Regions from separate parts of the Mus musculus genome. Here all the other regions are linked to region 2. Evidence: chromatin contacts called from public ChIA-PET and HiChIP or PLAC-seq data. All regions are on one chromosome and are shown on one strand. The core of a region is the stretch at or near the end of the contact, and the rest is flanking DNA. Distances in the headings are between cores, read along the strand shown. Region 1 overlaps Babam2 (BRISC and BRCA1 A complex member 2). Region 2 overlaps Babam2 (BRISC and BRCA1 A complex member 2). Region 3 overlaps Babam2 (BRISC and BRCA1 A complex member 2). Region 4 overlaps Babam2 (BRISC and BRCA1 A complex member 2).

What was found. HiChIP or PLAC-seq counts read pairs in DNA pulled down with a chosen protein or histone mark. ChIA-PET counts read pairs in DNA pulled down with a chosen protein or histone mark.
Region 1: a contact with region 2 is called in an RNA polymerase II ChIA-PET map of memory CD8 T cells, with 190 read pairs. The contact joins two enhancer-like sites. A contact is called at or near these places in 1 of 15 datasets of contacts at CTCF or cohesin (the NIH/3T3 cell line), 6 of 484 Hi-C or Micro-C datasets (B cells, CD4 T cells, bone marrow-derived macrophages and 3 more) and 4 of 115 datasets of contacts at active chromatin or transcription factors (CD8 T cells, bone marrow-derived dendritic cells, cardiomyocytes and 1 more).
Region 3: a CTCF HiChIP or PLAC-seq map of CD8 T cells shows a contact between it and region 2, with 5 read pairs. The contact joins two enhancer-like sites. A contact is called at or near these places in 2 of 39 promoter capture datasets (both in liver), 1 of 15 datasets of contacts at CTCF or cohesin (CD8 T cells), 2 of 115 datasets of contacts at active chromatin or transcription factors (CD8 T cells and cardiomyocytes) and 1 of 9 other capture datasets (embryonic stem cells).
Region 4: a contact with region 2 is called in a BATF HiChIP or PLAC-seq map of CD8 T cells, with 10 read pairs. The contact joins two enhancer-like sites. A contact is called at or near these places in 1 of 15 datasets of contacts at CTCF or cohesin (the NIH/3T3 cell line), 3 of 115 datasets of contacts at active chromatin or transcription factors (CD8 T cells, effector CD8 T cells and memory CD8 T cells) and 1 of 9 other capture datasets (embryonic stem cells).

The regions. Positions count from the first base shown.
Region 1 is chr5:31,829,634-31,836,067 of GRCm38.p6, reverse strand. It overlaps Babam2 (BRISC and BRCA1 A complex member 2), which reads right to left. Exons shown (of 12, transcript NM_144541.1): 6 at 4,909-4,983. Among named protein-coding and RNA genes, the nearest start is that of Babam2, 130 kb to the right of the region's middle. Within about 2 kb of position 4,312, at least 38 of the 459 cell types and tissues checked have an H3K27ac peak or open chromatin away from gene starts, as enhancers often do. A contact at or near this core is called in B cells, CD8 T cells, group 2 innate lymphoid cells and 1 more, where this site is marked.
Region 2 is chr5:31,914,576-31,921,235 of GRCm38.p6, reverse strand. All of the region lies in intron 7 of Babam2 (BRISC and BRCA1 A complex member 2), which reads right to left. Among named protein-coding and RNA genes, the nearest start is that of Gm52770, 81 kb to the left of the region's middle. Within about 2 kb of position 2,490, at least 50 of the 459 cell types and tissues checked have an H3K27ac peak or open chromatin away from gene starts, as enhancers often do. A contact at or near this core is called in B cells, CD8 T cells, group 2 innate lymphoid cells and 1 more, where this site is marked.
Region 3 is chr5:32,012,551-32,018,431 of GRCm38.p6, reverse strand. All of the region lies in intron 10 of Babam2 (BRISC and BRCA1 A complex member 2), which reads right to left. Among named protein-coding and RNA genes, the nearest start is that of Gm52770, 17 kb to the right of the region's middle. Within about 2 kb of position 4,556, at least 7 of the 459 cell types and tissues checked have an H3K27ac peak or open chromatin away from gene starts, as enhancers often do. A contact at or near this core is called in CD8 T cells, where this site is marked.
Region 4 is chr5:31,982,630-31,989,134 of GRCm38.p6, reverse strand. The region is part of intron 7 of Babam2 (BRISC and BRCA1 A complex member 2); the gene reads right to left. Gm52770 (a long non-coding RNA gene) reads left to right here. Exons shown (of 3, transcript XR_003955739.1): 2 at 6,128-6,279. Among named protein-coding and RNA genes, the nearest start is that of Gm52770, 13 kb to the left of the region's middle. Within about 2 kb of position 4,689, at least 107 of the 459 cell types and tissues checked have an H3K27ac peak or open chromatin away from gene starts, as enhancers often do. A contact at or near this core is called in CD8 T cells and memory CD8 T cells, where this site is marked.

The DNA.
Region 1 (6,434 bases), core at 3,063-5,562, 87 kb after region 2:
AAGGAAGATGACCACTTTGTCTCCTGACAGGTGAATGATTTGGCTTTCTCGCCTGCAGTTCATTTTCATAGTATCAGGACTCAGATTCCACAGGGGAACAAAATTTCAGCAAGCATTCCATTGGGATGAATAATCTCACTGTATCACATAAAATGAAGCCAGTAAGATTACTGCAGAAACCAGAGGTCTGCATACTTCACAGTAAATCGGTTTTGGCTCTGCTTCAGGCCTGGCTTGACCATATCCTGTGGAGAGACACTCCACAACTATGTAGACTGCATGACATTTTCTTATCCAAAGAAAAGGGCTGCTGATATTTTTTGCAAGGTTATGTTTATCATATGCACTATAAGCTGGCTAGGTTTATGTCAACTTGATACAAGCTAGAATTATCAAAGAGGAAAGAGTCTCAACTGAAAAAAAGTTTCCAGAAGATTGGGCTGAAGACAAGCCTGTGAGGCATTTTCTTAAATAGTGATTGGTTGGAGAGGTCCCAGCCCATTGTGGGTTGTGCCCTTGCTGGGTTGATGGTCCTGGGTTCCAAAACAAAAGCAGGCTGAGAAAGCCATGACAAGCAAGCCAGCAATCAGAAACCTCCATGGCCTAGGCATCATGGTTCCTGTCCTGCAGGTTCCTGTCCTGTTTGAGTTCCAACCTTGGCTTCCCTCAACTATGTATGTATGATTTAATATACATAACTCAAATAAGCACTTTCCTTCCTAAGTTGCTTTTGATAGTGGTGTTTCATCATAGCAATAGTAACTAAGACACACTACCAGCAGGAAATAATTGCTACTTAGGCCTACAGTCCAGTGACAATTGAGTTTCCTAGGATATTATGAAAGAGATTCCCACCAATAGGAGTTTGACTACAGTCTGTATAAAGATACAGTCTGCTAAGAGAACACAAATGCCAGCCCAGGTTACTATAACCAGCAAAACTCTCAATCATCATAGATGGAGAAACCAAAATATTCTATATCAAAACCACATTTAGATAATATGTATCTATTAATCTAGCCCTACAAAGGATTCTAGAAAGAAAACGCCAACACAAGGAGGGTATCTACATCAAAGGGAGAAAAAAAACAAGAAATTAAATCATCTCACAACAAACCCAAAAGGAGAGAATCACACACACATAATACCACCCCCAAAAAATATAACAGGAAGTAATAATCACCTGGTTCTAATATCTCTCAACATTAACGGACTCAATTCCCCAAAAAACAGACAGAAGATAACAAACTGGATATGTAAACAGGATCCAGCAATTTGCTGCATGCAAGAAACACACCTCAATGACAAAGACAGACATTACCTCAGAGTAAAAGGCTGAAAAAAAGTTTTCCAAGCAAACTGCACTTCATATTCATCAAAGGAAAAATTCACCAAGAAAAAGTCTCAATTCTGAACATTTATGCCCCAAATGGAAGGGCACCCACATTCATAAAAGAAACTTTACTAAAGCTCAAACCACACATTGAACTTCACACAATAATAGTGGGAGACTTCAATACCCCACTCTCACCAATAGATAGGTCACTGAAACAGAAACTAAACAGACACACTAAAACTAATAGAGGTTATAAACCAAGTGGATTTAACAAATATCTACAGAACAATTCACCCTAAAACAAAAGGATATACCTTCTTCTCAGCACCTTATGGCATCTTCTCCAAAATTGACCATATAATTGGTCACAAAACAGGCCTCAACAGATACAATAAGTTTGAAATAACCCCATTCATTCTATCAGATTACCACGGACTAAGGCTAGACTTCAAAAGTAACAAAATCAACAGAAAGTTCACATACCCATGGAAACTGAACAACTCCCTACTCAATAATAACTTGGTCAGGAAAAAAATAAAGAAAGAAATTAAAGACTTTCTAGAATTTAATGAACACAAAGAAACAGCATAGCCAAACTTATGGGACACAATGAAAGCAGTGCTAAGAGGAAAACTCATTGAACTAAGTGCACTCATAAAAAAATTGGGCCGGGCGGCGCACGCCTTTAATCCCAGCACTTGGGAAGCAGAGGCAGGCGGATTTCTGAGTTCCAGGCCAGCCTGGTCTACAGAGTGAGTTCCAGGATAGCCAGAGCTACACAGAGAAACCGTGTCTCGAAAAACCAAAAAAAAAAAAAAAGAAAGAAATTGGAGAGATCCTACACTAGCAACTTAAAAGCACACCTGAAAGTTCTAGAATAAAAAGAAGCAAACACAACCAAGAGGAGTAGATGGCAGGAAATAATCAAACTCAGGCCAGAAATCAACCAATTGGAAACAAAGAAAATGATTAAAAAAAAAAAATCAACAAAAACAAAAAAGCTGGCTCTTTGAGAAAATCAACAAGCTAGATAAACCCTTAGCCTGTGTATCTTGGATACACAGAAACAGTATCCAAATTAACAAAATCAGAAATGAAAATGCCTGGCCTGTCCTCAGTGGGAGAAGATGTGCCTAATCCTGGAGAGACTTGAGGCCCAGGGAGGCAGGAGGTTTGGTGTGGGGAAGCATCCTCTTGGAGACAGGAGAGAGGAGGAATTTGAATACTTCATATTGAATTAATGAAAAAATTTAGTAGGAAAATTAGAATCTTTTCTTTCATTACAAAGTGTAGGTTTTAGGAAAACAATAGGAAAAAGACGATGCACTTTTAGTATTATATTGTTAGGGTTAGTATTTCACACAAAACAAATAGTAAAAATAAGACTGTAGAGCCAGTTTTCACTCTAACAAATTTAAGAGCAGTATCTTCTAATGATTGACTCTTTCTTACAAGAAAGAGACAAGTCATACCTGACTATCTTTGTGGGACTGGTTCCATGACTCCACATGGATGCCAAAATCTGCCTGAGAATTAGGTTTTTGACATAAAATGATAGAGTATTTTGCCTATTATATATGTGCATCCTCCCGTAGACTTCAAATATCTAGTCTTACAAATAACTGCTAAACCATATTATGGAGTAATTATAACCCTCCTCCAACAAAGAACCTGTACACACTCAGTAGACGTCCATTTTTTTCCAAATATTTCATCTTTGTTTGGCTAAATTCATGGATTCAGACACAGAGCCTGTCACTACATGGTCAGATGTATATAATTACAAAATAATCTTTCTTTGTTGAAATACTATGATGAATAATCACACTTCAATGATTAGTGGCCTCTCTACTGTCCTATGGACCACAATTTCTCCCTACAAGCACATCAAATAGGGTAGAGAACTGAGCCTGAAAGAAACAGACTTGGAAGGTCAATCCACACGAACTGAAACCTGTGAAAGGGCGGGCTAGTGTGCTGCTGTGCAGACAGACTCCAGAAGCAGAGTGCATTTTTCCCTTTACTTTACCTGAGTTTGTGTTCAATTTCTAGCGCTTGAAAATAAAGAGTAGCAGCTAGAAAACTGTTTTTCTACTGATTGAGTTTTTACTTGAGTAATTCATTTATCTAAGCCCTTGACTTAGCTCAACCAAAGTAAAATTCAGGGTTTTAAGTTAGATATTATCATGTTAAGAGCCATTTCCACTTACAATAAAAAGTGAAATCATATCATAGAATATTTATTAAATCACACATCCTAACATCAAAAACTCCATTAGTAAGTGTATTTGTTATCATTGGTAATATGAACTTAAGAGTAGATGGTGAGTTACCTTCCATAATGCAATGAGGCTCACTGCTGCAAATCAGCAGGCTGTCTTATGCTATCTCAGTGCTCACAAGTTCTGCTTCACCAGCTAATTATTGGGCAAAGTGAGGCAACCTGCTATCATCATGACAAAGCATATGCTAACCCCAGGAGCTCAAAGAGTTAACTTTATTTGTATTCCAACAGAAACAGTTGCAGACCTAAGAATTAGGTGTTAGAACATCCAAATATAAGCAGCATGCCAAGGAGTTCCCAATGCAAATGCTCTTCAAAGAGCACAGCAAGTTTCTAGCCATTACTAGAGTCTGGCTGATATTACTAATTTCTTTTCCCTCAGCAGTTAAAATCCAATCAGTTCTGGAACAACATCAAATTAAGAAGGCAAAAATTTCAGCCTGGCAGTGGTGGTACATGCCTTTAATTCTAAAACTTGGGAGGCAGAGACAGGTGGATATCAGAGTTCCTGGCCAGCTAGGTCTACAAATTGAGTTCTAGGACAGCCAGGGCTACACAGAAAAGAAACCACAAAACAATACGGCAGAGACATTTAAAGATTAGACTGAAACTAAAGAAGGACAGGCTGAAAGAACTGAGGGCAGCCTGCCAAGTCTTAAATCCTCACCTGAGTAGGCTGGGCCTCTGCCTTAGCATTTCCTTTTCAGAACTTGCTCTCTGATCTATGTGGTTTCTTTCACTAGCCACAAGTAGTCTTTTGAAGACTACCTCTTCTCTATGGAGCATGTAAGGAACTCTTTCAAATAGCTGTTCCCTGGGCCTCTATCTCACTTTAACAAATGCTATATATACTGTTCTAATTAGTTTAATGAATCTCTGAGATAGCCCAACTTTGAAGGTACCTGAGTTCAGTTGCTGACATAAAGAAGTTGAAATGCCTTTTAAGCATTTTTAATATGTAGAATGCCTTGGACAAAATCTATGAGTCTTCCATCCCAGTAAGATTACTAAATCAAACTGATTTTCCCAAGTGTAATTTATTTACACTACTAATGTATAATCACCTTGAACAAAAACCTCACGCCTAAACAACTTTTAAGGTTAGTACAGTAGCTGAAGAAAACAATTCCAACGGATTTTCCTGCACTAAGCATCTTATTAGAATTCACTATCTGGAACAAAATAAGAAGAAACAAGGCATACAAATATTGAGCTAAACGATCACAGTATTCGTATTCTCTTATTTTATTCTGATTTGCATTCTCTTATTGATAATACATAGTTTTACCTTGAGAAGGTATGTGGGAATGTTGCTGAAATCTACTGGTAACTTCAATAGAAAACGAGCTGAAAATTCACCAGTCTGTAAGGAGAAAAAAGGATTAAAATATACAACAGATTGATAAGTAACAATTATGTCCAAGAAAAAATTCAATATACAGACAACTCCTATTAGGGTTTCCTAACACAAGACAGAAAAATAAGGTTGGAAAGTAGGATAGAATTAAAAAGAATCCTTAAACTATTAAAGGGGCACAGTTTTAATGAAAGAACTCTTCATTTTAATGCATGAAAACATTTTAAAGTAGTATTGGGTTTTTAAAAAAAATGAAAAGAATACATGAATGGATATTATTTCTCAAAAAAAAAAAACTGAAATAGGAAGAGACCACCTTGCCCCTGAGACTTATCTGCTTTCCTAAGCATTCATACCATCGTCCTGACTCTGTAACTTACCACCATGTATGCTGACATCCATTACAGGATGTGTGCAAGTCCATACAAAGACCAAACTTCCTCTAACGTGGAGCAATACATCAATATAAACCCAGGAAAGTTTCTAATCTCTTGAAAGTTCACAAATATTATCAATTAATATTTTCAGTAATTAGAAATTTAAAACACTTAAGCTATAAATAATAACTCCAGTTAATTGCTTTGTGTATGTGTGTATATGTGCATGAGTATGAATGTGTGTTTATGTGTGAGTGTGTGTGTGTGTGTGTGTGAATGTGTATGTATGTTTATGTGTGAGTGTGTGAGTGTGTGTGTGTGTGTGTGTGTGTGTGTGTGTGTGTGAGAGAGAGAGAGAGAGAGAGAGAGAGAGAGAGAGGGTGTTTTACCAGGGAACATACTCAGGGCTTCATGCACTCAAGGTAAGCACTGTTTCTAAGCAAACTATTCAGTGATCTCAGGATTCCAAGGCCTCTATGCAAGCAAAGGCAACAAAGCTATGTGAGACCCGGAGTCTCCCACCCTCTCTCACTGCAAGCATTTAGCGTGGCTTGAAATTTTGACACAGTGAACTCCAATATGACATGTTTGATAAAAAAAATATGCTAAAACTACTTCCAATAATGGTTCTTTCACTAGCCTGCCCACTTGGCCTAGAGACACATACTAGCTAACATATGACTTGTCTCTCATCAGAGGCACTTCTATTTGTAATAGATGGTAAGTACCAAAGAGACCCACAACTGGTCAAGGTACAGAGATTCAAAGATTATAGAACACCCATCCCTAAATCAGACACCTATATTGTAACTTCCCTTCTCCTAGGGTTCATGGATCATTGCAGAAAGGGAGATAGAAAGAGTGTGACAACCTGAGGTTGTATCTTCTGGACACAGCAAAGCAGCTGCACAGAGGAACTCACAGCAGCTGTGACAGCATGCATAAGGCCTGTGCCATCTAAAGCCAGATGAACCCCAGCATAGAGAGAGGGGCTGGGCATGGGTTCCCACATTTAGTCAAGGAACTGTCTACAAGTAACAGCTGCTGGGAGATATACTGGGAAGGAAAGTATAGCTCCCA
Region 2 (6,660 bases), core at 1,241-3,740:
TAAAATACCAAGTACTATACAAAGGTAAAGTAAAATTATTGGCACTAAGCTGCATACAAAGATAGGAAATAACAGGCTGCAATAAGGAAGTCCTGGGGTGATAAGACAGGAGGAGGGAAACTATGACTCTTATTGAAGACATTAAGTGAGTGATCCAAGGATAAACACAAGAGCTGAGAACCACGCAGCTGGTGTTCAGCATATCAACCATTCCCAGTATGCCACAGGAACAGGCAGGCTCTGGAAATAAACATGCACAGCAAACACTCCAGAAGTCCTAGCTTCATTTCAAAACAAAACCAACTGAATCACCACAATCATGGTGCAGCCACTTCTAGTTCTTGCCTTTACGGCAATGCAAGGAGCCAGCCTCGGGTTCCTTAGATTCTTCTTTCCTATGAGGGTGACACATTCAGTGCCAGGGAAAGGCCTTGCTAGTAATCCTGGGTGACATGAGGTACAGAGACTGTAGAGAGCCAATCACTTGTTGCAGAGAGACTTGGAAAACAAGGCATAAGGAGAGGCCACATCATCTGTCCGACACTTACCCAGCGCAAGTTCCCCTGACTTTGAGATGTGAGTGAGTACCAAAAATCATAAGGGAAAGAGGGCAGCTCTATGCTGCTGCTGTAATAACTCAGCAGTGAGCAACAGTCTGGCTATTGATTGTACTGCCTTTCTACTTTATACAAGAAAGATCTGATCCCACTTTGGAGGCCTCCTGTTAAACAGACTTGTGCTGTGTGAACTGAGTGGTCTACTCTGCCATAGCTGGATCATGGTTGCCTCATCCTCTAACAAGATGTGCTGACTGGTAGCCAACAAGAAGAAAAAAGAGGACTGGATTCTGTCTCTCAAAAGGTAATCAAGTAGGCACTCTGGCTTGATGGACTCCTTCAGTATATCTGGTTTCCTTGGTAACATAACTATGCACTAAATGGTTTCCATGGCAAAACATGTTCCAGAGTCCAAATAAGAAGCCTACACATACAATTTGGAATTTACCTTATTAGTGGAGAGGCTTTTTTACACTTGAAGAAAATTAGTAAGCTTAAAAACAGGCTTGGTAAACAGATACCCCTGGGGAGCCTATTCAAGAGGGACCATGTCAGACAGGAGACTGGGAAGGAGAAAGGCAAATCTGGAACTGCCAACATAAGCTCATGTTATAGGTTCCACACACAGCCCTCCAAGGCGAAAAATCTCACCCTGAAAGTAACGGGCCAGCCAACCAGAGTAAGCTTAGGGTGTTTCTAGGATCACCCTAGAAATCTCTTCTATAAATAGAAATAAGCTTGTTAAATAACCTAAAAAGGTAGCCACTTTCCCACTGGAACTAAAACAAAACAAAAACGATTACTTATATTTTCCTCAAGTGAGGTGACAGGAGCCATTGATGGGACATCTAAAACTGTACTGGACATTTAGCAGACAAGGGTAAGTGATGTGAAGGGTCCTGCACTACATAACAGAACCACAAGCCAAAGTGAGCACAGTATCCATGTTGAGAAATGCAACGTACTGCCACGAAAACTTCCCAATGGGACTAAGTTTAAAATGTTAACATGTTTCTTTTTGTTTGTATTCCTTTAAAAATAATAATTCAGGGGGAGAAGCAAAAAACCTAAATATTTTAACCACCTTAAATGCGAACATGACTATGGTGGTTTGTATATTCTTGGACCAGGAAGTGGCACCATTTGGAGGTGTGGCCTTGTTGGAATAGGTGTGACCTTGTTGGAGTAGGTGTGTCACTGTGGGCATGGGCTTAAGACTCTGACCCTAGTTGCCTGGAAGTCAGTCTTCCACTAGCAGCCTTTGTATGAAGACGTAGAACTCTCAGCTCTGCCTGTGCCTTGCCTGCCTGGATGCTGCCATGCTCCCACCTTGATGATAATGGACTGAACCTCTGATCCTGTAAGCCAGCACCAATTAAATGATGTTTTTTTTTTTTTTTAATAAGACTTGACTTGGTCATGGTGTCTGTTCACAGCAGTAAAACCCTAAGACAATGACATAAAGTTTTAAAAACGACTTGTCAAAATGAGAACAGCTTCCATTTCTGGGGTAGGTAGGCACTCTCAGCACTGAGCTACACTTCTGGCACCAACAACTCTCTAAGATAGAAGAGAGTTTCAAAGGCTGCCATGAGTACAGGCTCTCCACTTATTTCCCAAAGACTGAGAATGTGGGTAAAGGTAAATTGGGCTTTGTGGCTATTGATCTTCAAGACAAAATCTTTCAAAATAAGTTGCTGATAATGCTATCAAAGGGAGCTTTAAAATGTAAACATGAAAACCCCCAAACAAACAAAACAAATAAACAGAAAACAGAGACCTGACTTGGAAACTTGACCTTCAGCAGCAGTAATGAAAAGTAACAAAATGATGACGGCTAAAACCAAGAAACACACTTTCAAATGACAGCACTTGGTAAGTTGCGGCTTCCTCTTGAGAGCAGAGGAGGGCAGGAAGTGGGCAGACAGACAGGCACCTCTGAGCACTGAGGGCCTGGAGCTAGGGGAGTTGGATACATGATAACCAGGCAGTGCTGCGGGTGCAAGGCTTTCTTTAATTTTGAATTGCTGTGAATTGTGTAGGGGCGGTAGCCTTTACTCATGAAAAGTGCAAAGCTTGAGTGTAGGGTTTGTGAAACCTGAGCCTAGATAAAAATAGGCCCTGAGGGCTTCCTAAAGATTGATGATCATAGACTGATATTCCGTGGAAGGTGTTCCTGCCACTGCCCCATGCTTTCTACTGTCCTCACGCAAAGCAAGTCCTATACTGCTGATTCTCCAGCCTGGCAGTTGCTACTGATGTCCAGTGTGTAGAAGCCAAGGATGCAACTGACTTTCAAGTAGTAGAAGAGAAAACCCTTCCTCCCAAATAAAACTAGGGATTCAACCCAAACAGCCAACGGTGCAGAGGTTGGGGACTAGGTAGAGACTAAGGCACTGAAACGTCACAGTTACCGAATGCTCACTAGCCTCACAAGGTATCACCTATTAGCACAGTAGAATGGGGATTCTTTCAAACAGTAGGGCAGTCAGTATGATTCTAAATGGATAGTAAATTAGTTCCAATCTGATTTTTACTTCTTAAATTGCACTTTTCGCTCTTTGAAAGTTCCATACATTTTTACACTATATATTGCTCATACCCACTCAGCACATCTATCCCCCAGCTCCCCCTACGGCATCCCACCAGCTTCTTGTCTCTTCTTCTTGTTTCATTAATTGTAATGTCACATTTAAAATGCCTAGGCCCACCTTGGAAAACACTTAACTATTACCACTAAGGCCAAGGAGATCCCTTGGCCCAGGTCAGCATTGCTAGAGTCTAACTGTCCAGATATCAATAGTACTGACCACCACTTGCCAGGCACAGCTCAAGGTTGCTGTCAGAACTGAATGGATGACTCCTCAAGCTCCACAACTTCTAGATCAACAATCGAAGCTGCAGAACTGCTTTAAGAAGTAGCATTTGTGTATCTTTTAAACTCAGTGTAAACTATTCAAACTCACCATAAGAGCACTTAAAGTATGAAACAGAGGAACTCATTAGTGCTATCAAGCGCAGACACACACATGTGTAGCCACACACACGAAGGTACACACACATGCATACCTATTCCTCTGCTCAAATATAACATAGTCTTCATATTGGCATTATTGTTTACTATTGTAGTACTTTAGTAAATTTTTAGTTCACTGTAGAATACAGACTACAGTCCTCATGTATTTTTTTGACTTTTAAATGCATTTAGTTTAAACAATTGCAAATCCAAGCCCTCTAGTTTACTCCTCCCCCTTCCACGTCCTCCTTGGGTCTGGCAGTCACCATTTTACTATTGAAATCTCTATTTCTATATGTTCATCCTTTAAAGAAAGATTCCACACAGATGTGCGATTATAAAGTAGCTTTCTCCTTGTGTTTGGCTTATGTGGCTTAGCAGAATAATCTCTAGGTTTATCTATGTTGTTGCAAAATGGCAGTACCTCTGTTCTTACAGCTGGATAATCTCTGCCCCCTCTGTGAGGGAGAGAGAGAGAGAGTAGAGTGGGGAGAGAGGAATGCCATAATTCATCTGTCAATTGCGGACACCACCTAGGCATGCAGACTGGAACAGTTGTCTCCAGCACCTTTGTTCCTTACAAACTGATTTCTGCTTTTACAGGAGAAGTCTGAGGGTGGTGAGATGCTCCAGTGGGTCAAGACACTTTCCACCAAGCCTGACAACCCGGGTTTGATCTCCAAGATCTACATGGTGGAAGGAGAATCTTGTGAACTTTCTTCTGGCCTCATCAGCTGTGCTGTGGCACATACGTGTGCACACATGTCCACATATGCACACACATAAGAATTTTAAAAAACATTGGGAAAAATTAAATTAATAGTTTCTGGTAAATAACCCTAACAGAATAGAAACAATGAAAGCTGGTCACCAAAATGTCTAATGTCTACATATGAATATTCTAAGAAGTTTTCTTAAGTCTATTAACAGAAAAATGTAGCAAAGATTTCAAAATATCTTTCCTTGGTCTTAAAAGGTATTAAATGGTTGTGCTAAATTCTCACAAAATTAAAGTTAGGGAAAGGTTCTAGGTCAGAAGTGGGAGCGAGGAAGTGCTGTCAGCGTGCGGCCATAAATCCTTCCTCAGAGAAACATGGCTGTGAAGTCTGCTCTAGGATGAGAACTTGCCAACAAAAGCCCAGTCTGACATCATACTTTTTACAGACTGGGGTGGAGTGTGGAGGAGGGGAGGGACTAAAAGGCAGGAGGGGAAATTCTTTGCATATGGGGAAGAAAGAGACTGCCAGGAATTAAGTTTTCCATTGCTGTATCTATCTCCACGTTAACAGTGTGGGTCAGCTTCCATGGGGCGAAGCAGATCGGAAGCTTTTCCAAGGATGTCCTCTATTTTGTTGCAATGTCTGTAAAAGATAATGTTCACAGGCAGAGCCATTCGCTCCCTCTTAGGGCCCTGCTCACTATACGAAAGCTCATCATATGTCTTATTTTAAATCAAAGGCCTTCCATTCACTAAGTCATTAGTGCTACTGGTAAAAGACACAGTGTCTGAATTTTAATGAGGGCAGAAAACGCCAATATAATCATTAGCCCTTTATTATGGGAATCAAAATCAGACATACCTAGATCAAATTACAAGCTCTCTAATAAAACCCACACAGTGAATCAGACAACAACGATGCTTCCTTTTCTCTCAAACAGCAGGACAGGCACTCTACCCTATATACATTTACATAGTGGGAGCCTTAGTCATTGCCCAGTTACCAAACAGCTGTAATCAGGTACCAGGGCATTACTTAGGTGCTAACTAATCGCCCTGTGAAAACATGCAGAGGATGATATAGTCACTGAACTTTTTAGGGATACGACAGGCAACTTGAAAATCCATCTGGCATATATTGCTATGTCTGCACACACATTCTATTCTATAATCTAAATAGATGACACTTTCTTCTTCACTGTGAACACAGGAACACTGGAGAGAGAAAATACTGATACCGCTGAGGGCCAAGAGCCAGGAAAGGAGAAGAGATGGGAGCCATACAGCCTCACAGAAGTCAGAGGCAAAACACAACTCCCAAGGGGCGGCCTTGCTTCCTTAAGCTCTTCTTCCCATGTATGGCATGAACTATAGTAGTGTTTATGTAGAGCGGGAGGCGGAAGAGTGACAGACCTCCACATGAATCTGTCATCCCACTGTGAGACAAAGCAATAGGCAAAAGAACATCTAGCATAGGAATGACGTTAGCTATTTTGAAGGAAGTTAAAATGTTCTTTAACTTAAGCAAATAGTAATACATTTGAATAAAGCATTCCTGGAGAAATGATCACTCATTATATACCCTTTACAACAAATCTTCCAAGTCTGGTTATTTCATAACACTATGGGGCCAAAGAATTGACAAAGGAGCTTTACTCCTGTGTTGCACACTGATGACTCTGTAAAGAGTGACCAAGTACTGTGTGCACACTAGATAATGTAACACACGCCCACACTTGTTGCCATAGTAGACTAGCATAGTATCATCTAAAGTTTAAATTTTCATGTTTTTAATTTTAATTTTATTGATTTTATATCCTGACTGTAGTTTCCTCTCCTTCTTCTCAGGCTCTCCTCCCCACCTGCTATCTCCCACCCTTACCCCCTCATCCTCTGTTTCTCTTCAGAAAAGAGTTGGCCTCAATGGTGTCAGACCCCTGGAACTGGAGTTACAGACAATTATGAGCTGCTGGGAATTGAACGTGAGTATGACAGGATTTTCTCTGTCCAATCAAACTAAAATATATTAGGGTAACAGGAAGCCTGTGATTGGACAGGGAAAAGGGAGGTGGAGCTAAGAGTTGGAGAGACAGTGTGTGTCTCAGGGACAGGAAGAAGGCCAAGATGGAAACAGACAAACAGGAAGAAGAACCTGAAGCAGCGTGGCTTGAGATAGCCACAGGTAGTTATGATACCATAAGGTTAGAATAATTGGGATAATTTGTCTAATCTAGGTGGGCAGCTTTTATCATTATCAATTGGTTCTGAAATGATTGTACTGGCATCTTGTGAATTGAAAATTTATTGGTATATAAACCTTACTTGTTAATTATAAGCTTCAAGAGTTTTGATTTACTGGGTTACTGAAA
Region 3 (5,881 bases), core at 3,307-5,806, 95 kb before region 2:
ATTTGACCACACTCAGCCTTTTATATAGGTGCTAGAGATCCAAACTAAGGTCTTTGTGTTTGCACAACCCTCACTTTATCAGCTGAGTCATTTTCCCAGCCCAGAAACATCTTTATACTTTTGTACACACAGCCAAGACTTGGGAGGCAGAGGCAGGTGGATTTCTGAGTTCGAGGCCAGCCTGGTCTACAGAGTGAGTTCCAGGACAGCCAGGGCTACACAGAGAAACCCTGTCTCAAAAAATGAAAAAAAAAAAAAAGCTTTACTATTAAAAGATTTCTTTAACTAGTCTCTCCCCTTTCACCCTCTAGTAAAGACAGCTCTGGTTAGATTCAATTATTGTTTGCCAGGACTATCTTCCCATGTGTGTGCCATTCCATTCCAAACCGTCTTCTACAATACCAGAGGAATGTAACTGTAAAAAGCAAACATACTCTGCTTGCTTTCCTACCCAGCCCTCTTTCTTCCTATCCTTGGGATAAGGTCAAGCATTATCAGCCTGGTATGCAGAACTGTCTGTGTTCTGGCCTCTGGTGACCTTTCCAATGGAATCTCTCACCACTCCCCGGGATCCACCAGACACTTGAGAAATTGGAGTCATTTGCAGTTCTTCACAAACACTTGACCATTTCTTCTCTCAGGATCTTTGCTTGTGCTAATCTGTCTGCCTAAAGTGCTCTTCCAGCCCTCCTGCTTTAGTAAGTTGGGTGTCCTACCCCGTGTTCCCATGATAGCTGGTGGATACCTAGCATTATACTTTAAAGAATGTTTCATTGTTAAGTTGTGTTTGTTTGGCTTTTGAGACTGAGTCTCATTGTACACTTGTGATCCTAGCCCCTGAGCCTCCCAAGTGTGGGCATTACAGGTATGCACTATCATGTCTGTATGGTTTATATGTTCATTTGCCCCAAGAATGTGAGCCATTTCAGAGAAGATCCCAAGCATCCTGGCATCCCCATGGCTTAAAAATGCCTGAAGCACAAGAAGGTCAAATGACTGTGCAATGAGTAGACACCTTCGCAGGTCTACCTGGAGGCCACAGGGAAGAAGGAAGAAAGGGAGGGGTGGGGGAAGGCAAGGAAGGAGGAAGAAAAGGAGGCATAGAGCAAGGAAGAAGTAAGACAGCGTCTCTCCATCTATCTCAGTGCTGGATTTGAACTCGGGCCCTCATTCATAGTAGGCAGACACTCTGACTGATATTCCCAGCTCTCCATTTCTTGATAATATGATCATGTATCTAAAAATCCTAAGGAATCAACTAAAGCTCAACATAAAAGCAAAAATAACTGCCTTCTCTGAAAGCTCATGGTATTTAGAATATGCTAATCTGGAACTCACTATGTAGCCCAGGCTGACCTGAAACTCACATGGTCCACTAATATTTTTACAAAGATACTAAAGCAATTCAGTGGGGGAAATTGGGTCTTTTTGATCAATGTTTCTAGAATGAAAATTAAAAAAAAATATATACAAATCATGTCCCTCACTTCACACCATACATAAAGTTGAGGCAGAATACAGACCTGTATTCATGAATTAAAACTATGAACTTTCTACAAGGAAACAACTTAATTAGGGTGGGCTCTCTGCCTACCATGCTGCTACTGCTGCTCAAAGCTTGTCGAGGAGAAGTCTGGACTTCCAGTGATACCATCTCAAAAAAATTAATTTAATTTAGGAAAATTTGAATTGGATTAGGTGACTTAATTAAGCAGGATGCAAAAAAATGTTCTATAAAATTAAGAAGTGATAAAAAGAGACCTCATAAAAATTGTAAATGTAGTTTTTGGAAAGATGCAGTTAAACAAACAAACAAATAACAAATGGCTCTGTTAAAGTTTATAGAACACGTTACTGACAAATGGATCCCAGCCAAGTTTATAAAGAATTCTTAAGTCATAGATAGGGATAAGGCCCCATGGTATAGCATTTGCCCAACATGCTGGAGGCTCTGTGTTTGATTCCCAGGACAAGGGGAGGGGAGCTCAAAAACTGAAAAATGAGATAATAACATGCCAATTAAAAACAGAAAAAAGATTTCAACAGACCCTCCCATTTCCCACACACTCCCTCGGTGGTTAGCACACAGAGCACTCAGCAGCACTGCACATGAGGGATTGCATATTAAAAACCCCAGGACAGTCTCTCAGACCCCACTGTGGCTGCGATTAGAGACTGATGATAGCGAGAGCCGGAAGGCATGCGAAAGAACAGAAACCTCACGCTCTGTCGGGAAGACTGTAAAGAGTCACACTGCTTTACAGCATGGTGGTGGATGACTGAGTTAAACACACACTGGATGGGTGACTCAGCATTCCTACCCCACAGTTAACTAAGCAGAACTAAAAGCATTGTCAAAACAAAGATCTCCCTTAAATTACATCCAAGGAGCACTATTCGTAATCACCAGATACTGCAAAAAAACCAATATTCACTATCTGGGGTGGAATACTACTCAGTAACCAACAAGGACGCAACTCTAAAACACATAAGCCAACATGTACAGACCTCAAAACACACTATACAACAGAAAACAAGAAAAACATTATATCCGTGTGGTCCCACTATAAAGCAAATATTGTAAATTCTATAGTAGCAGAGCTGACAAATACATTCTGTAACTGCTAAAAATTCTATTCAAAGCTGACGTAAAGATTGAATGGCTCATAGTCTAAGTGAGGTAGCTAGTAACTCTCTGCAATGTCAGGTATTACATAGGGTAAGATCTTGCCTCTTTTAAGGGTGAATTGATACTCTTAACAGTTTCTTACCTCAGCAGATTTTCTTAACCATACTCTGAAAAGAAAAATAGAAGGTGATGTCCATAACTGAGGACCACCGCTTTTCTTTAGGGACACTTCCGAGATTCAGGGATCCTGTTTTGGATCCTGATCTGGACAAGCTAGCTGTAAAGACAATATGTCCGAGGGACTGGAGGGATGGCTCAGTGGTGGAGAGTGCTACTGATCTTCCACAGGATCTGGATTCAATTTTCAACACACGTCAGCAGCTTTACACTGTGTGTAACTCCAGACCCAGGGGATCCAGTACCCGTTGGACTCTGTGGTCACCTGCATGCATATAATGCACACAATCTCATGCACAAGAATAAACCTTGCAAAGAAGAAGGCATATCTGAGACCAACAGGGAAGCTTATAGGCAGACTGAGAATTACCTGACGTTAAAGAATTAGCTATAAGAATGTAGGATGCATTCCTTAGAAATCACCACTGTTAGAGATACACACAGATGCATACGGAAGTATTCATAGACGATACAAGAGATGTGGTTTACACTTGCTTCAAAATACTCCAGAGAATTCTAAAAGCAAATGACAAGGAGGTTTGGGAGAAGAGACAAGAGACAAAGCTGCAGTGCAGGTGTTGCACACACAAGGAGCCTGGGCGACTTCTGCTTTCACCTGTGCTTGTTACTTTCTCTATTGCTCGTGCACTGGGGCGTGATCTCACGTTCTTGCATGTGCTTGGCAAGTGTTCTACCATAAGCTATACAGACAGCTTACTTTTTACATTTTGAGATGGGACTCAGGTTGGTCTTGAATGTACATTGTACCGGATCCTTAGCATGGACTTGTGGGTCCTTCCAGCCTCAGACTCCTGATGTAGCTGGAATATAAGCTGGTACCACTAGGCCTTGCAGTGTTTTTTTATTTTAATTTTTGATTACATGCAATATTTGGAGGGGGCACACACGTAGAGGTCAGAGGAGAACTTTTGGGGTCAGTTCTGTCCTTTTACCATGTAGAGATCAAGTATAGGGGATTAGACTTAGTGGCAAAGAACCTTTTCATCTGCTGAGCCATCTTGCTGGCTCAATGCTCTTGTTTGTAAGGAGTCCTAGGTGCTCACAGTACGTCCACCACACAGAACTGCTTGCACCGTACTTAGCGAATAACCAATGGTGAGTGCGTAAAGGAGCACACACTTGGCCACAGTTCAACTCCTGCCCCTTGTCCTAGACCAGGGCCACTCCCACATCTGTATCACCTCCTGGGCCTGGGCGATTATGGGATCTTGCAGGTCCCTCTGAACTCTGTGTGATGAACCATTAGCCACATTCACTGTCTATGCTGAGTTTCGGACACTCAGTTGCTCATTAATTCTTTCATTAAACCATATAGTTTGTTCTTTCTATGGTCAGAGTGAATTTTTATCTCCAGCTTGTATATTTATGTTTCTCAGGAAGAGATCACAACTGCCACCACTAGGAATGTCACCTCTGGAGAAGTCCACTCACTCCTCAGAAGGGAGAGGTCATGTCTATTTGTGGGGCTTGACATTGACATTCTGCTCCTGATGTTGGGGCTTCCAGATTTGTCATGAAATTCTGAAGGAGTTTGAAAGTTGTCACACATACCTGGGGACATTACCAGTGGATTATCTGGAGCAGTGTCATAATGAAGCCATGGCTCAGTTCCGAGATTGAAGTCCTAGCTGTCACTGAATTTTACTGTGCCACAGTATGGTCTTTTGCTACACAGGGTAAAACTAGTAATGACTCATAGAAGGGTGCTAGGTGGATTAATAATCATGAGATAAACAAAGTACTGATCAGCGCATCTGGGGCACAGCATACCCAGAGTTTCTGTTATAGAGATGACTATTATTGTCAACAGCCACAGTTCTGCACCAAAGATTGCCTGTAAGTCATCAATGGTACCTTTTTAATGCTAACTATGCAAAAATCATTTCACTCAAGGAGATCAATACCATAAGTTATTGTGAATGTGGCTTTCTTTCTAAGCAGGAGGCCTACGTTGGTTACAACTTGTTAATTGGAAAGCAGCCTAGTACATTTTGGGGTCAAAAATGACTGAAACTTTTCAGGAACTCTGATCAGAAAAATTCACTTTCAAGATTACTTTACTCCACTAGTTACCATGAAGGAGAACTGTGCCACAGGTTCAAGGGGGCACAGAGAACACGAATCTACATTGACTGTAGGTCTGACTCACAGCCCCCTCCTCAAAAGACATCCCTTTGGTTCTCTAAAAAGGTGTTATTGAAGTCTAAGAATTCACAAGGGAATATTACCCAGGAAGGTTTGTGAATGAAATTTTCAACCTAGAGCCAGAAGTTGCAAATAGGCTTTTAGAAAGTGAACTCCAAAGAAGAAGGAAGTTTCAATTTGAGTCAAAGTAGTGATGGTGGTTGCTCGGGGCCAGAGCTCTGAGCTGGGAACCCGGGGAGGAAGGCATGTTGCATGTGTAGCTGAGAACTGCCTGTCTCCACCATTAGCTTCACACAAGTCCTGGGTTAAGACCAATCAAAATGTGTGAGTTAGTTAAAAGGCCCAGGAGTCCCATGATAACAAGGAGGCTTGTTTTCCCCTTCTGTTTTTCCACATATTTTAGCACTCTGAACAATAGAAGGAATAGACAGGTTTTATTTCTTGCTAATAATCAACTAGTTCCTGTTGCTCTCATAGTTATTAATATTACAAATGATTATATAAAACTAAGAATCTCTCACATGAGAAGTAAATATGCCAATCCTACATAAACATTGTGAAGTACAGCTCTGGTTTAAAACAATTTCTAATACATATCATTGTGGTTCCCACCCTCAGTCACTTTACCAAGTCTGATCTCTTCAAGTACATTCATTAATATACCTAAAAGTGGGATTTGGACCCAAAAAAGTAAGTCACTTTTGAGAAACATCACAGCTTGGGGGTTACTGAATTACCTGGCAGCCAACTTTTTTGTGCCTGCTAGATTATGCCATAGGGCACCCTGCTTCTGCAGCAAGGGCATACAGCACTGTGCTCAGGGCAGAGGCAGCTGAGAGGATGGCTTTACTCTTAGTGGTATTGACTGTGACCCCATCCAGGAACTCCCCTGGGCTGTACTAGGAAGCA
Region 4 (6,505 bases), core at 3,440-5,939, 66 kb before region 2:
AGATTCCTCCGTTTACCTTTCGCCATCTGGTAATCTCTGGAGTTAGTAGTTATAGTTGACTCTGTTTAGAGATTGTTCTTCTGGTGATTCTGTTACCGTCTATCAGCAGACCTGGGAGACAGATTCTCTCCTCTGAGTTTCAGTGCTCAGAGCACTCTCTGCTGGCAAGCTCTCTTACAGGGAAGGTGCGCAGATATCTTGTATTTGGACCTCCTCCTAAGCAGACTAAATTCCTAAGTTCCTTGGAGTCCCGGGACCAAGATGGCGACCGCTGCTGCTGTGGCTTAGGCCGCCTCCCCAGCCGGGTGGGCACCTGTCCTCCGGTCCGGAAGGTGGCCGGCTGTCCCCGGCCCACACAGGGTGCTGCCTCAGCGCCTCTGTGCTTCTGCCTGTTCCAGAAGCTGTCAGGTTCTCTGGCGCACCCTCTCACCTGTTCAGACTAATTTCCTAAGTTCGGCGGGTCTCGGACCAAGATGGTGACCGCTGCTGCTGTGGCTTAGGCCGCCTCCCCGGCAGATGTTTTCTTAGTGAGACAGAGACTGCTAGAAGATGCCTGGCCACTAGAGACCCAACAGGGGAAGTCTGGGAAAGTTTTTCCTTCTGCTGCAGCCCTAACTCTGGCCTATGACCTGTAGGTAATTTCACCACAATGTTTTTATATAAAACTACTTTCAAATACTACTGGTCAAGTATGAGTGAATTTACCATTATTTTAATATAAATGTACAAATCTCAATTGCCCCAGAGTGGGTTTAATGCTCTTCCACTGTGTGAGGCCAGGATCCTTTTCCTATGAATTACCTCTGAAACATTTTTATTGGAAAAAAAATCAATGTATTCAATAGTTACTCAAGCCCAATTCATCTTTCCAACTCCTCACGTCACAAAACCCCAGAGGTTTTAAGGTCATCCAAAGACAGATGCAGAGAATAAGAGGTAACTTTGTCTCAAAGGAGAGGTGTGTGCTTGCTTCCTGCTCAGTTGTGTTTTCCAAAGGCTCCTCCACAGGAATGGCGTGCACATGCACATGCACTGCCCACCCCTGTGCTCACTAGTGTGGAGTCACCTGGTGCCTGGCTTCCATAGAAAAGTGAAAACACACCAGAAAATGCGATTACCCCGGGCACTGCCACTCTTCACATACGAACTCATTTACACGCTGCTCCGGCTTGATTCCTCCCCTGGCTTTATGCAGTGGGTGAGGCTGAGACAGGGGCAGAGGAGCAGCCTGAGATGGCAAATGGAGAGAACCTACCGGAACTGGAAACAAAACTGGGTCTGCAAAGTGTCTCCACACTAGTAGTTTCTGTTTGCTTAAGAATAATCTAGGGAGCTTGTTAAATATTCACAAACCCAGGTCCTACCCTAGCGCAGGCCATGAATGCACTGGATCCAGCACGTCTGAGATGGGGTCTGGACACTGGCACTTTCCCAGCCCACTCAGGCGGGGCAGCACACACCTGCTGCTGCTTCTGTTCTTCACCCTGACCATGTACACAGTCACTGGGCACAGGCAGAGGATGGGTGAGCAAATCTGCCTCCCATCCCAGAAGCATCACAAGTGTCTCAAAGGAACTGCTTCAGGTCACACTGGATTACACAGTAAGTCTCAGACCAGCCCAAACCACATGATGAGACTCTGCCCTGCAAACCCAAACCAAAGCCAAAGCAAAACAAATACCACCAAAAACAAGGCAGGGGAGGCTCCAGAGGTGTCTTGGCAACTAAAAATACTTCCAGGTTTGGTTCCCAGAAGCCACATGGGACTGCGCACAACCATCTGTAATTCCAGTCCTAGAGGCACTTTCACCCTCTTCTCTTCTGCCCCCATGGGCAGCTGAATGAACATGGTCCACAAACATACTCCAGGGAACCAGACACATATATACCAAACAAACAAACAACCTAATTAACAAGGCACAATGATATATGAAAAGCTAGAAATTATTGTAGATGGAAGACCATGTGTCTTGGGCCATACATAATAGCCTTCTGTCCCACTGGGGGTGGGGGGAGAGACAGACAGAGAGAGAGAGACAAAGAGAGAGACAGAGAGACAGAGACAGACAGACAGTCAGACAGGCACACACAGAGATAGAAAGAGACAGAGACATAGAGGAGGGGGCAGGCATAACTCCTATTTCAGACTAGCCAGTCAGGCTGTACCTAGTTAGCAAGAAGCAAGAAAAACAATGATAGATCCAGATGCCTACACATGATAAATTAGAAACAAAATCTGAGGTTAAGAAAGACCATGTTTAAATACACACACACACACACACACACACACACACACACACACACGCACACACATACACATACACACAGCAAGAAAGATCCTAGAGATAAAGAACTCAGGCTTTTAGAATGAATACCAAGCAACCTTAATACTTAAGTACTTTTCCCTTTATACTGACAATTTCCAAATTTATAACTCTAGATCAGAGTTATACTATAGTCTGATATAGATAATATACTTCGAGCAAACTGTTCTCAGCAAAGCCTAATTTAGTAATAGCAACTCTTGCCTTTTAGTTCCTGAATGAAAAGCCTCAGCTACCCATCCTTGTCTCTCCTCTTACAGCCCAAGGAGCCATTCCCAACTTTCCAGCATCGCCCACCTGGCTCACTGCTAGTCTGGAACTGCCTCACTGTTTGCTTCCCAGGCACTCACTGAGGTCTCTGACAGAGGCTCTTTACCTCTGCTTGTTCTCTGTTCTGTCCTGCTTCTTCCTAAGGCCTGTACCTCTGACAGATACTCTGTTTGCTATGCTAATTTGTCACTGACTTTCCTGACTGTCATTTATTAGAAGGCAAACTCTTTCAGAATGGGGAACTTTGCTGAGTTTGTTTAGGTGTGTAACACCCAAAACAATAATGGCAAGCTGCATTCGGTTTCCAATAAATATCTGTAGTACAAATGGAATATCCTTAATCTGAAAAACTGAAATCCAAAATGCTGCAAAACTGGAAGCTTTATAAGTGCCAATTGATTTCCCAGTGGAAAATTCCATGCCCAATCTTACAGAATGGGTTACAGTTAAAACACAGGCATAGGACTGGGGAGATAGGTCAGGGGTTACAAGAGCTTGCTGGGCAAGTATGAAAACCCTAGTTCAAATCTCCAGCTCTCGTATAAAGACTAGGTATGGCCATACATGCCTGTGGCCCAAGTGCTGCAGGGGAAAGAGACAGGAGAACCATGGAAGCTTGCTGGCCACCAGTCTAGATCCAGGTAGAGTCAGAGACCCTGTTTCAAGAGATTAAGGCAGACTTTCTCTCCTGGTCTCTTATCATGCATAAATCATACATACACATAAGTGTATATGTAAGCACACACGCACATACACACACAAACACATCACACAGACACAAACCCATAGGTACATTAAAACTATTATATGAGATTAATTTCAGGCTCTGTGTATATGGTACATATGAAATATAAATAAATTTCCTGTTAGACTTGCATCCTATCTCAAATATAGACCTTTATGCATATGGAAATATTCTAAAATTTGAAAAACAAACCTGAAACACTCTAGTCCCAAACATTTCAGATAGAGGACACTCTACCTGTGTCAAATGACAATGTTGAACTTCCCAAATAAACATTCAAAGTCTATAAATGTCTGTATTCTTTTCCTCAAATAGTTACTATGGAAAGGAAGATTTTTAAGGGTGTTGGGGTTAGTAAACATTTTTGGTACAGTCAGTTAATAAATATTGCTCTTGCTGCTTTAGAAGATGTGTAAATGAATGTGCATGGCCATGCACCAACGCAACTTTATGACTACAGAAAATTGAATTCCATACAGTTTTTACAAGTTATGAAACATCATTCTTTAAATGCTTTTCTAACCAGAAAAATGCAAAGATTATTCAGAGCTGGTGGGCCACACGTTACCAGCCACTGGCTGGATCTGCCCAGTGCCTATAGCTTGTCTCTTGACTCAGAATGACTTGAGGGTTTTACAGAGGCTGGAAAAAAAAAAAAAAAAACCAAAACAGAAACATCCAGGAGGAAACACAGGCAAAAGCCTAAGATGAGGATGTTAGCAGAAACAAAAGCAGGCCCCTTTGTCAGGTGTCTTTGGTACCCCACTGGGGTAGTTAGTGTCATTCCTCTATCGACTTCTTTAGGCATTGGGTGAGGGGCACATCAGGCACTTCATGAACCGTGGGAGTTCTTACGATCGCATTAGATTGTAACTGTGCAAGAGCGAGCTATTTATATGATTCCGAACGAAGCTTGAGGCATATTCTGGTGTTTTTTACATCTATGTTAGGTGAAAAAGCTGCCTACAGAAGCCTGCCTCCCACCCAAAATACTAGCTGTTAGCTGCTGACTGATCCTCGGCAATATTAAGATGAATCATATATGCTCTTTTCTCAGTGCAAAAAGAGATAATTTTGAAACTCAAAAAATTTCACTTTGGGTAGTCACAAACCACACAGTAGAAAAGCTGTCCAGCCGTAAAGTTGTAAATAAATAGAACCCACTCCTGCGTGGACATCTTTTGCTTCTTTTAAACTGTGACGCTTTTTTAGGCCTCACCTCCTGCATGGTGTTGAAATGATAAAATGTTGCAAGCATGTTCCGTGCCTAGGCCGGAAGGCAGCCTTGGCTTCCCTTCTCTCTTCCCTGGCGCTCCACACCCTTGATCTACAGAACCCACACCCTTTCTCAGGCAGCTGCCTTTTCACCTACCCCAACCAGCCTGTGGCTTTCCTGGCTTGCCCTTGCTTGGTCTATAAGGTGCCAGCTGCTGGCAGAGCCTAGTCGTTTCCTATGACAGAAAAACTCTGTGTTTCTTTCTCCTTATTGTGTGGAGAAGCAGGTATTTTTGGCCTCAATTTCTAAGATCTGTTTTATTTCTCTTGTTACTAAGCAGGTCACTGCCACCCTCATTTTTTGCTGTGTCATCATTTTCCCACATTACCCTGTTTGGCACCGAGGGATGAACCACATCAAATGGAGGAATTGCAACCACACATTGCCTTGAGAAGGAAGCAAGGGAGACCTTAGGGTGTGTGTGTGTGTGTGTGTGTAATGACCATTTTGGGGGCTTGTTCTCCCATAATCAAATCCTGCCTATCTTAACAATGTGGTGGTGTGTCAAAGCATTGGAATTCTGCTTTACTCAGCAACCCAGAACTTTATAGGAAAATGAAGCAACAAAATGTTGGTCTTCCTGTTAACTTGTACTTAGCATGGGACTGTTTGTTTCCCTATGACATTCCAGTCAAATCTCCTAAGTTTCTGGAGCTCTGGGCTATCCACAGAGGCCCATGCAGTGTCCTGACATCCTTAGGCATGGTTCTTTTTTTACTTACTTATTGATGCCAGTGCCTAAACTCATTGGTTCATGTTTTTATTTAACAAACTATCACTTGTACTAAGTAGACAGTCTACCACTAAGCTAGATTCCCACTTTCTTCTAACCTGTCCCGAGAGAAACATCATGCATTAGAAGTGAAAGTCTTAAATCCAATAAACCAAAGAAGCAATTTGCTTGCAAACATTTTAGACACTGCTGGGGACCCAGATCAGTGGGAAGATACTTACCTAGCGAGTATGAACAAGTTTCTGGGTTCTTTAGGCTCTGTTAGGAAACCAAGCTAACCCAAAATGGCTCCATCTATGTTGCTAGCAGCAGTGCAGGTCTGGCTCTGGGACCCTTACAACATGTGAGAATCTGTAGTTAACACAGATGGGCCTGTATCAACTGACGTTTTGCCAGCTAACTAAAAACATGTGCCCAACAAGTAAAGCATCCGGGCACTAACGTAAGATGCCACAATCCCAACTGGGACGTTGAGAAGTCACATTTGATATCTTTAGGATACTGTGCTAGGGCTGATGTTTAATGACAGCTGGCTCGTGCTCATCAGCATGGAAAACAGCACTTAGAGGCGGAGCACGTGCAGTGATTTGATCTTTGTGACTAACATGGGCAATTAAGCAGTTCATAAAATGAATGTCGGTATTTTTGCTGTTGTTTTGGTTTGGCGTGCATGCAGTTTTGGCTAATGTTGGAATTAGCCTTTCTTGAACATCATCTGTAGAATGTGTATAAGCTGTCTGTAGTACCAGGCAGTGAGCCTCTACTTCCTTCTGTCCCAGATTAGCACACCCAGGTAATACAAACGCCTTCCAGAGATTCTCTTGGAGCCGAAGGAGACAAATCTGTAGCTAGTTCTGCTGCAGATCCAGAGGACCAACTATCCAACGGGTGCCCAGCATGAGAAACACTGTCAAGCACACAGAAGGAGAAGGTACCCATCTAGTCTTCTCAGTTAACAAGCAATTGGTGTTCTCCAGCGCGGATGTTCAGCAGTCCTGATCCACCTTTATGAGCCAAATTATCCATATAATTTTATTTGCCTATTGACCTCCCTGCTCCCATTTCAAGCCCCTTATGATCCCTCTCCACAACTCCTGGCAGCTGCCCAGTGGGTCAGACCACGCTCATGTCAAGGAGCTGAACAATGCTGAAGGGAA